Regions from separate parts of the Mus musculus genome. Here regions 1, 2 and 4 are each linked to region 3. Evidence: chromatin contacts called from public HiChIP or PLAC-seq and promoter capture Hi-C data. All regions are on one chromosome and are shown on one strand. Each heading gives the region's core, a stretch centred on a gene start, on an enhancer-like site or on the middle of the called end of the contact. The rest is flanking DNA. Distances are from core to core; before and after follow the strand shown. Region 1 holds the start of 1700012H19Rik (RIKEN cDNA 1700012H19 gene). Region 2 holds the start of 4932435O22Rik (RIKEN cDNA 4932435O22 gene). Region 3 holds the start of Cog1 (component of oligomeric golgi complex 1). Region 4 overlaps 2610035D17Rik (RIKEN cDNA 2610035D17 gene).

Region 1 (2,714 bases), core at 136-2,635, 820 kb before region 3:
CTGGCTTCAAACTCAGAGCTTCCCCTGCCTCTGCCTTGCAAGTGCTGGGTTTAAAGGTGTGCGCCACCACACCCAGCTCTCACAAAGATAATTTTCTTTCGATGATTTATTTTGATTTTTAAAATTATGTGTGTGTGGGTGGTGGTGGGGGTGCCCCACGTGTGTGCAGGTGTCCCTGGATGCTGCCAGAGAGAATCAGGATACCTGGACCTGGAGTTGGCAGTTGTTTAAAGCCCTATCTGATGTAGGCGCTGAGGTCCAAACTCTTCCAGAAGAGGAGCAAGTATTTTTTGAAACGGAGCCATCTCGCTAATCTCCAACAATTAAATTTTAAAACCACCACCACTACCATTCAATTTGTATTATTTGTAGCACATAGTATGTTTTTCTTCTTATTTTTTATTGCATTTATTTATTTAGTGTATGTGTGTGTGTGTCTGTCTGTGTCTCTGTATGTGTTGTGTCTGTGTCTCCGTCTGTGTCTGTGTCACAGGACATGTGCAGCCTAGGTGTCAGCCAAGCCTTTCCAAAGAGTGTTTCCCAAACCTTAGAGACTTGAGTCAGAGACAGCCCATCTGTACACACAACCTCCACCCACCTCCAGCTTCCCCAATAAACAAAGGCACACTGAGTCAGCTCCTGGCACGGGGTTCCTAATCTGAAGGCCGTGCCTCTTGCCCCTCTCTCTGTGCAGCTCACAAGAGCCATCCAGCCAACTACTATGGCTTTAAAATTCAGCATCCTAGTGTTCATAGGCAGTGTCCTTTATTCTTATGACACAGACCCAAAACCTTAGGAAGGACACAGAGTGGACTAGGAGAACCTGTTCTTTTCAAACAGTTACATGGTACTAATTTGTCTTGAGAAGACAGGCCAGGAATCCACAGGGTATCTTTGCATATCCTGGATCACCCAATTAAAACCATCTGTGACCCGTTCTGCCTCATCTTTCCCTACGGGCTTAACAAGAAACTAGCAGGGAGGAGGAACGGGGAGCACTCCTGTGGCTCCTGTCTGTGCCTGGCACTGTGTTGAGGGGTACCTTCCGAAGTAGATTCTCTTTGACCCTCACGAGATGGCATGGGATGATTTTCTCATTGCTCTGAGAAAGTTATCTTACAAAAGCAACTTCAGAAAGGTTTCTTTGGGCTCAGGTTTGAGGGAGACAACCTGTGACGGTGAGGAAGGCGAGATGGCAGGATCTTAGGGTGGCAGGATCTTAGATGGCAGGATCTTCTGGTCCCAGTGTGTAGTTTCTCTTTTTCATTGTGTCCAGGATTTCAGCCCATGGTGCTGCCCATATTTAGATTGGGATTTCCCACCCGAATTTACCCAGTCTAGAGACTCCATCATGGTCATGGTCATGGTCATGGTCATGGTCATGACAACAGGCTGTTTCCTAGGTGATTCTAAACATTCTGTCAGTGTTATTGTTATCAGTGTTAACACAGGAGCCCTACAGTCTAGAGGGCATTATCCCCATTTTTCAGTGGAGGAGGTAATGAAGGCTATGGAAGATGACTCCTCTGGGGCCCACAGTGAGGTATGTAGGATTTTGGTCATAACCTATCCCCAATTCCCAGTCTTCCTTACAATTGTGCTGTGCTGTTACAGAGTCCTGGAACAAGGGCCGAAGTGACATTGCAGCTGGACCACTGAAACAGCTTGCAAACTCCGGTTCATGTGACTCGAGGCCAAGGACTCCAAGATGGAGTGATGAGGAGAAGGAGAGAGCCAGATCTTAGCCTTGCCATTTGGAAGAGGGCTTTGCTAGTCATCCTTTTGGATCCTGCAATTCATCGTCCTGAGTGGATTTGTTGCAAAAGCAAGATCAGGACCAATCTGACATCTACAATGGCATCGTCTCCTACAGGGTCCATGATCTGCCAGTAGGGGATTCTCTGAAGCAATTAGGACAGATGCATTGTACAAGCTTACAGGCATAACACGGCCATCAGGCAAGGACAGCACCTTCAAATGGATACAGGAGAGTAACATATGGATGGAGAAGACACACTGTGAGCTCTCGCAGGCAACTTTTTCACTGTGTCTCTTCCTTCAGGCAACAGAGCCCTGGAACAAAACAGAATCTGGAAAATAGACATTGCATCGAATCTCATGTAGCTTCCAATTGTGCTTAAGCTTGTCTAAGGTGGAGGTTCGGGGAGGAGGAACTGTAAAATAATGTTTGGAACATTCTTCCTAAGATCCATAGCTCCACTTTGACTTCTTCAACATTAAGAGGGATAAAGTCCTGGTTGCTTCTGCTGTGTTCCCAAGGCTCATGAAAGCCAGACACTAGACTCCTGTTGGATCTAAAAGGAAACTCCTAAATAAGTCCACAATGTTACTGGGAAAATGTCTTGAAGGGCCAGTGTTTCTGATTTCTCAGGTACCAGCCATTATCTCAAGATCATCTTTTATTAAGAAATTGTCTCCCCCCACAAAAATAAAAAATTGTCCCCCCCAAAAAGTAGGCGGGGAAATGGATTAGCATGCTGGAAAAAGGCTAGAGGCTGGGAGTAAAAAGCGACAAAGGTTTGGCATAGAGGATTTTGCATCTTATTCCGAAGTTCACATTATATAGCATCTTCCATGGTATGTGACTGCTGATAAATATTCATTGGAAGAAGGAATAACCTAATGTGATGCAAATCACATGCAAAGCAATATGTAAATCAATCCATTCTATGAAGTCAATAGGTGAGGTACCA
Region 2 (2,761 bases), core at 224-2,723, 800 kb after region 3:
CCCTCGCACTGGCCAGCCAGGCCCTCCCCAGCTCCATTGCTTATTGAAGGCTATGCTCATCCAGGAACCTAAGCTGTGCCTCAGTTTCCTTTTCTGTCAAGTGTATTATTTTAATACCTATAGTAGGTTTTGCATTTACCTTTTCATTTCTCCCTTCGAAGTGCTAGAGAGGTGGCTCAGCAATTAAGAGTGCTTACTGCTTTCTTGGAGGACCCAGGCTCGGTTTCAAACACCCATATCAGGCAGTTCACCACCATCTCTAACTCCTGCTGCAGGAATCTCTTGCCCTCTAGCTTCCATGGGTACCCACATGTACACAGTGCACATAAATTTGTCCGAGTACACACACAGGCACATACAATTTTTTAAAATTGATAATGTCTTAAGACTTTCTTCTGTGTGTGTACAAAGTGTACATGTTCATACGTAAGTGCGTGCTTGTGTATATGTGTGTGGTGTGTGTGTCCAAACACACACACTCTTGCACACACATGTGTGCATGTTTTGTGAAGGCCAGGCCAATGCTGGGAGTCTTTCTCAATCATTCTCCAGCTTATATTATGTTTAGAGGCAGGGTCTCTCATTGAACCTGACGCTCATCACTTCAGCCAGCTTGGCTGGCTCTCAGCACTAGGGATCCTCTTGTCTCTGCCTCCCCAGTGCTAATGTGCAGCTGCTCACCACACCACCAGCCTTTTGATTCGGGTGTTGAGGATTTGAACTGAGCCTGAGCCCTCTCCCCAAACCTTATACTAGGCTCGTTAATGCCTGGTGGATAGCATTTGTGATAACTATTCATTATTATAATAAATATTATACCATTAATATTTATTGATAAATTGACAAGCATTTCTACATCTTATTAATGGAGATTAATATTAATAAATATTAATGCTATTAATTGTTGGTAAATATTAATGATCTAGCTGTGGTGGTGATGGCTATAACTACTACTGATAAATAATTAATATCATAGATAATACATGGCAGTGGTGCTAAGAATGGTGGGAAGACTCCTGGGTCTATGGTGCTGTGATTCTAGTCAAGACTTGTAATGGTGTCTGTCCCTGCTTCTCACACATCCGACTGCATTGATGCCACCACTTTCCCTTCAGACCCCAGGACTCCTGGAAGGGACTGGGGAACACGGTAAGCCAGGACACACACACACACACACACACACCCCAGTACTGTCCCAACACTGCCCTATTCACCCCCTGGAAAAATCCAGTTTCAGTAGTTCTAGAACCTTCCACCCACTTGACCTGGTAGAAAGGGTACCAACCTGAATCACGGGCTTGACCTTGAAGCTTTGTGGTATCTCCTGTCCCTGTCATATCAGGAAAGAGAGTTCACTTCCCATCTTCGGTGGGGAGCAGAATGGTGTTCACTCTTCAGGGCGGGCGGTGAAAGGGTTAACAGAGGCTGTGCCTGGCGCCCCACAGACACCAGTTGAACTTGCCAGTTGCTGACTGCAGAGGATAGCACTTGCAGCCCAGCCAGCTTCTCCAAGGTGGTTCCATTTGGCAGGGGCGGCCTGTCCTTTCATGCAAGAGAAGCTGAGTGCGATCCAGGAATGCCTGCCAAAACCCTGGGATTATTATCTTAGCCCCAGGAGTGAAGTCTCTGGGGATTGGCATGCCCTGTTGTTTGAATTTATTAGGCCCGGGCCCCTCCATCGGGCAGGTCAGAGGGGGAGAAACGTGTTGTCACAGTGAGGCTTTGTGGGAGTTATTTTTAGAACATCTCCAACTCTTCGGGCTCATCAGAGGTTCCAAATCAGTGCAGGAAATTGGTTTGTTTTCCAACGTGATGAGGTTTTTCAGTCCATCTCCCCGAGCTAGGATAGTGGCTGCTTTTCCCACACAAAATGAATCACAACTCATGATGTGGACGTGGGTAGTGGGATCAGATTTAGACCATTCAAGGAATGCACACTGACCACCTGTTATGTGCCAGATCTGATCTAGACACAACTTTCCACTTGTGCGGAACTTATGATGTTCCAATGTGGGAGACACAGGGGAGTGGAAACTGAAGAAGCAGGTAGGTGACAGGTTGAAGATGGGTGTTGGGAGAACACAGCGGGATTGGGGTGGGGGTGGGGTCCTGTTAAATCACCAGTGGGGGATATGCAGAGTAGATTGTAGGTCTCTGTTTTCCAGATCTTTCCTTTAACAGAGAATGGGACGTCCTGGCTCTTGGTAATGCCTCTCCCCTCACTCCACATGGCTCATTTGGGCTAATAGTATATGCGGCTCCATGATGCAGTGAAGACTGCCTGTGTTCTTGAGGCTGGAAGTGGCCTTGAACCTCTGACACTGACCACATGTCTTAATTACTTTTCTATTGCTATGACAAAACACCACAGCCAAGGAAATGTATTTTTTAAAAAAAATTAATTTGGGGGTTCATGGGTCACCATGAACAGGGAAGGTCACCATGGCAGGGAGCACAAAAGAAGCAGGCAGGCAGGCATGGCAGAGGAGCAGTGGGTGAGCACTTCCGTCTGACAAACAAGCACCAGGCAGAGGGAGAGCTATCGGGGAATGGTGTGGGCTTTTGAAACCTTTTCCAACAAGGTTGTTCACATCTTTTAATCCTTCCCAAACAATTTCACAAACTGGGAACCAAGCACTTGAATATAGGAGCCTTTGGGAACCATTCATATTCAAACCACAACACCAGGTATGCAAACATGCAAGAGTAGAGTAGACATAACTAATGTGCCATCCTGTAATACAGCCTGAACCAACCCAGG
Region 3 (2,700 bases), core at 167-2,666:
TAGCCTCTACAAGGCTGAAATCCCTGCACCAGGGCATCGCTGCCTTCAAAGGCCCAAGAAGGTCTTGTGGACCAGTCCCAGGCCCCAGGCTGGCACAGTAGGTGCAAGAAGTCCTGGGGAAAGTTTCTGCCTGACAGAGAAGCGCTTCCAAACACGGAAGACAGATTCTGCAGGCTCAGAAGCAAAACAGCACCAAAGCAGCCGGTAGCGCGGGACTATAGAAAGGACTGCACGTCACCGCTGCGCCACCAGGGGGCGCGCTGTGCTGGGGGAACTCTGACGCGTAGGCGGTATCTCAAGCCAAGTGGCTTGAGTTCTGAGTTAACCCCCTTCCCCGAGGTAAGTAAAATTCCCTGGGCTTCAGTTGTGCATAGAGCAGGGACTCTTCTTGCTGGAATGTCGTAAGTAAACCCCCTTATTTAGATATCAATCTATTGCTGTGACATTTGCCTCGAAGTAGTGGCAGTGGTGAACGGGAGAGAAAACCCAGAGGCTGTCTGTGGTACAGGGCTGCTGAACACACAATACTGTTTTCTCTGTGTTAACATAGGAAAGAATTCTTCAGCAAACTTTTCCAAAACGAAGGGCCCTGAACGGACTTATGAACAGCAAGCCAGAACGTCCAGGTTTTCTTACTGGGTCAATCTCAGGATGTCCAATCCTCTGGCATCATGGACTCCCCATCGTTCTCCACCACAGGAGGCCTGTAACAGGGAAACCCATTTTGTGGCCACTAAACAATATTTAAATAAAATAGAAGACCCAGGTAACAAGGTGGACCACAGCCGTCACTCAGATCTCCAGCTGCCAAGTCCTAAGGGAAGAGTCCCAAGGCCCAGTCCTGGTTGCTGTGATGGTCTATCGAAGGCAAAAGCGTGCATGCATGTAAGACCGACAGCAACACGACCATACGTGCATCTTTACCATAATGAACCCCACGGTGAAGCTCTTCCCTCCCCAGGAAAGGGTTTGGGTGCGACGCAAGGGGCTCCGGGCCACTAAGACTTTGACCACCAAGTACAACCTTAACTATTTCGCTTCTCTAAGGAAACGAGCGCTCAGGGTAGGCGAGATGGCACAGCAGGCAAAGGCGATTGCCGCCAAAGCCGATAAAATTCCATCTAAAATTCTATACTGAGATCCTCATGGCAGGAGTGAGCCTCCTGCAACTTATGACCTCCGCGCGCATCTGTTTCTGTCGCACGTACTCCACCTACATAGGGTGAGAATGGGGAGGAAGAGGGAAGGAAGGAAGAGTGAAGGAGAGAGAAGGGAGATTGTAACAGTAAAAAATAAGCTCTGGAGAGCAGCACTGCCACCGAGGCTCAGTCCCTGGGACCACCGAGGCTCCCGACCTGGCGGAAGCACTTCCGCCCCCATCCATGATGGCGGGAGGGCGGGGCGGGGCTGGCAGGCGGAAGCGGCCGGCGGATCCCTGGCTTAGCACCATGGCGGCCGCGACCGCCTCCTCCGCGCTCAAGCGGCTGGATCTGCGCGATCCCAACGCGCTCTTCGAGACTCATGGAGCGGAGGAGATCCGCGGGCTGGAGCGCCAGGTCCGAGCCGAGATCGAACACAAGAAGGAGGAGCTGCGGCAGATGGTGGGCGAGCGGTACCGCGACCTGATCGAGGCGGCGGACACCATCGGCCAGATGCGCCGCTGCGCCGAGGGCCTGGTGGACGCCGTGCAGGCCACCGATCAATACTGCGCCCGCCTCCGCCAGGCCGGCTCCGTGGCGCCCCGGGTCCCACGGGCCCCGCAGGTCAGTCCGGGATCCGAACCCGCCACGTCCCTCCGCCCCCGCCGCCCGGCGGACCCCACCCCTCACCTTCCGCCGGAGGAGCCCGCCCCTCGCCGCCGCGGGCTACCGGGAGGCGTCTGCGGGCCTTCCTCGGGACGCTGGTCCGCTGCCGAAAAGCCAGCCGGCCTTTTGCTCCGGGAGCCTTCCCGGACTTCCGGACGATTCCCTCGCCTCCCGTGGGTTCGCTGCGCTCTCCTTCCCTTTTAACTGAAAACGCCAGGGGTCTCTCGACTGTCAGATCTCTCCCGTTAGCTCACACCTTCCTGTCAAAGTCATTCATTCATTCCCCATCCCACCCTGAGCCCGACCGAGCCTGGAGAATTGGGGGAGGGTAGCCTCAGCCGTCAGACCCTCCCCCTTTTAATAGGTGAGCAGTTTCATTTCAGGCTGGTTTAAAAAACTCAGGGTATCCTGATGTCCTCCCATGAAACGTTTAAGACCCGATGCGGATCGAATTCTGACATTGGGTGTTGGCTTAGGAATGAGCAGAGGGCGCCGAGGGTAAATAGTTTTTAACCTAGGAGAACTTACTGTAACAGAAGAAGAAATTACAAAAGCACACTAGCCCACATGTGGAGCCAGCTTTCTTGCGCTACTTAGGTGTCAGAAAATCCAAGCCAAAAAAACTAGGGCAGTATAATGAACGTGGGCAAAGAAGGTTGGAACTTTGTCAGCCTGTCACTCCCTAAGCTACACATTAAGTACAGCCCCCTTCCCAAATGGACAGACTTAGCTGGCTAGCTTCAACTATGTAAGCCCAGTCTTAGAAATGGATTGATTTTCATGGTTATGGCTGGTGCATTTCTGGGGGAATGCCCTCTCCGTTCAAATCATAAACAGGAGCCTCCCAAGATGTTCTTGAAGTTTACATTCTAATTAAAGAAAGAAATTCTTGGGA
Region 4 (2,700 bases), core at 10-2,509, 600 kb before region 3:
AGGAGGAGGAGGAGGGAGAAGAGGAGGAGGAGGTGAAGGAGCAGGAAGAGGAAGAGGAAGAGGAAGAGGAGGGAAGAAGATAATAACAAACCAAAACACCAAGTCTTTGGCTGGAGCAGCTCATGCTTGAGGAGGTCAGAGGACAACCCCAGCGTCAGGCCAGGCCTTCCTCCTTAGTTGGAGACAGGGTCCCCTGGTTTTTGTCATAGTGTACACCACACTAGCCGACCTACAAGCTTTCGAGGGATTTCCTGTTCCCACCTCCCACTTTGCAGGAGGAATACTGGGATTGCGGATGCATACTTTACAAACCCCTACCCAGCTTTATTGGGCTTGGGAATTAGAACTCAAGTCCTCATGTTTCTGTTGCAAGTGTTCAACCCAGAGAGCCACCTCCCCGACCCTTAGTTGTTCCTTGACCCTAGATGCACATCACAATCTCCTGGGAAGCTTTTCCACCTTCCGATGGCCAGGACCTGCCAAGCCCCATAAGGTCAGTATGGACGAGGGAGGAGCCTGTAGAGTTGAAGCTGCATGGGGCGGAGCCAGCTCGGGCTTTGTTCAGCACCTCAGCAGCTGGCACGGGACCTGGGGAGAACTGCTTCAGGCTGTGTGGAGGTGCTGAGTCTGCTGATGGGGAACACACAGGTGCTCCCAAGACCAAGCTGTACCAGGAGTGAGCTGGCCAGCCTTGGGAGCAGCTCGGGGGCAGGCATCCCCATGGACGGATGGCAAGGAATTCCTGGCAGCTGGGTCAGCCTATTTCCCATTTCCAGTAAGGACACCCTTTTGGTCTCTCACATGAATAATTATGCAAAGCCCCAGCTTCTGTGAATACAGGGTTCTAGGAAGAGCCCCACAGACGAACTTGAACAGAGGCAGAGGGTGAATTCCTTTCCAGTGGCTAGTCTTGAACCTAGGACATGAACCCAAGCAGGCAGAGGAGGAGTTGGACCATGTGTCTATAACTGACTGGAACAAGGGAGAAGTCAAGTGTGAGGGTCGAATAAGTTGGTGTTCTGTTCCCTGGAGAGGAGGGATTCAGTCCAAAGGTGCCAGTGCTTTCTCCTGCAGAGACATCTATGCCATCCATTACTTCATTCCCAACTGTGCTCACAGAATCCTGAGCCAACTTTTTTTTAAAAAAAAATTTAATATACTTTTAATTAAAATGTAATTACATCATTTCCTCTTTGACTTTCCTTCCTCCAACCCTTCCCACGTTCTCTCCACCCTGACTTCCCTCTTTTTTTTTTCAATTATTTTAAACACACACACACACACACACACACAGAGATAGACAGAGAGAGGGAGAGAGACAGAGAGGCAGAGGAGGCCATCTTCATTGTTTGTGTGTATACTGTTTCAGGACTGACCACTTTATAGTGAATAACCAGTTAGGGGGCTTGTCCCTGGGAGAGACTAATTCTCCCTCTCTCAGGGGTCATAAGCTGCCTGTACCCAGGGGTGGGACACTGAGATTTCTCTTATATCTACAGAGAAGTAGTTCTCATTGTGCTTCAAAGCCTCTCCTCTTTCCAGTAAGTGGTGAGGCCATTACAGAAATCCACAGCTGGATGCAGTCGAGAGATCAGCAGGGTCATGGGAAGCCCAGCTCCAAGCACACATCTCAACACAACTACATCTAGGGCTGGGGAACCAGCCTGCAAGAACAGGTGTAAAGAGGCCAGGGAGGTCTGCTGTGGGGTTGTGTCACCTAGCAACAGTGCACAAACAAGACCTGGGCACGGACAACATCAGTGGGCATGTTAACTTGGAAGACCAACCTTTTCTTTTTTTTTTTTTCACTTGGCTCGAATCATGGAGTCCAGGATGTCGAAGGAAGTGTAGGATGCGGAGGAGGGAGGAAGAAGAAAGGAAGGACGCAGAAGAGAAGAGGAAGTGAGGAGAAGAAAGAAAAGGAGAGAGGAGGAAGACAGGGAACGGGAGAGGAAGGAGGAGGAAGAAAGGGAGGAAGAAGAGAGGCAATGTGTGAGAGCTGGGTATGGTGGTGCACACCTTTAATACCAGCACTCAGGAGGCGGAGGCAGGAGGATCGTTGAGTTAAGAATCTAGCCTGGTCTACATCTAGAGTTCCAGGCCAGTCAGGTATACATAGTGAGACCCTGTCTCAAGGAAAAAAAAAAAAGCACAGGAGGGAGGGCGGGGAGAGAGGGAGCAGCAGCTAACATTTTTGCTAGTCTCAAGAGCAGCCACCACATGGAGCAGGACTGGAATGAATGAATGGCTTCCCTGTTTCCTGCCTCTTTATTTCAGCCCCACCTGGTAGCCCAGGTGGGAAGACACGGGACCAGATGTAAACCTATAAAGTCCGTGGGGAAAGCCAAGGAGTCTCTAGGGGACTGCAGAGCAGAGGTCTTGCCTCTGCCTACCCGCTGTCCTTTCCCGAGGGTCCCGCCTTCTACCACGCAGCTCTCTTCCAGCTACCTGGGATAAGGAAGAAGAGACACAGCTGCTCTGGTCTGGCAGAACCAAAGACGCTGGGGATTGGAGTCCAGGCCCCAGCCCAGGCCTATCCCCAGACCCCGGCTGTTCCTAAGAACTTCTAACAGGTGATTCTGTACAACAGGGAACTCTCAGGGTCAAGGACTTAGCCGATACCCAACATTGTCTCGCCATGCCCCTCCTCCATCTTCTTAGTCCATCCAGAATACCTCTCCCATCTGACTAGGATCCCAG

Evidence for each region. Promoter capture Hi-C pulls out the DNA fragments that hold promoters and counts their contacts. HiChIP or PLAC-seq counts read pairs in DNA pulled down with a chosen protein or histone mark.
Region 1: an H3K4me3 HiChIP or PLAC-seq map of embryonic stem cells shows a contact between it and region 3, with 6 times the contacts expected there. The contact joins the promoter of 1700012H19Rik here to the promoter of Cog1 in region 3. A contact is called at or near these places in 3 of 39 promoter capture datasets (the 3T3-L1 cell line, cranial neural crest and stem cell-derived epiblast-like cells), 6 of 115 datasets of contacts at active chromatin or transcription factors (the NIH/3T3 cell line, astrocytes, embryonic limb bud and 2 more) and 1 of 9 other capture datasets (embryonic stem cells).
Region 2: a promoter capture Hi-C map of pre-B cells shows a contact between it and region 3, with 7 times the contacts expected there. The contact joins the promoter of 4932435O22Rik here to the promoter of Cog1 in region 3. A contact is called at or near these places in 1 of 39 promoter capture datasets (pre-B cells), 1 of 115 datasets of contacts at active chromatin or transcription factors (embryonic midbrain) and 1 of 9 other capture datasets (embryonic stem cells).
Region 4: a contact with region 3 is called in an H3K4me3 HiChIP or PLAC-seq map of bone marrow-derived macrophages, with 11 times the contacts expected there. The contact joins the enhancer-like site here to the promoter of Cog1 in region 3. A contact is called at or near these places in 4 of 115 datasets of contacts at active chromatin or transcription factors (T-cell acute lymphoblastic leukemia, bone marrow-derived macrophages, large pre-B cells and 1 more) and 1 of 9 other capture datasets (adipose tissue).

Annotation. Positions count from the first base shown.
Region 1 is chr11:112,823,743-112,826,456 of GRCm38.p6, forward strand. It overlaps 1700012H19Rik (RIKEN cDNA 1700012H19 gene), which reads right to left and starts at 1,386. Exons shown (of 2, transcript NR_130164.1): 1 at 1,171-1,386.
Region 2 is chr11:114,447,387-114,450,147 of GRCm38.p6, forward strand. It overlaps 4932435O22Rik (RIKEN cDNA 4932435O22 gene), which reads right to left and starts at 1,474. Exons shown (of 3, transcript NR_027643.2): 1 at 1,286-1,474.
Region 3 is chr11:113,648,113-113,650,812 of GRCm38.p6, forward strand. It overlaps Cog1 (component of oligomeric golgi complex 1), which reads left to right and starts at 1,417. Exons shown (of 14, transcript NM_013581.3): 1 at 1,417-1,763. The coding sequence starts at 1,449. It also overlaps a transcript of Slc39a11 not described here.
Region 4 is chr11:113,049,237-113,051,936 of GRCm38.p6, forward strand. The region is part of intron 2 of 2610035D17Rik (RIKEN cDNA 2610035D17 gene); the gene reads right to left. Among named protein-coding and RNA genes, the nearest start is that of Gm39467, 84 kb to the right of the region's middle. Within about 2 kb of position 1,260, at least 8 of the 459 cell types and tissues checked have an H3K27ac peak or open chromatin away from gene starts, as enhancers often do. A contact at or near this core is called in bone marrow-derived macrophages, where this site is marked.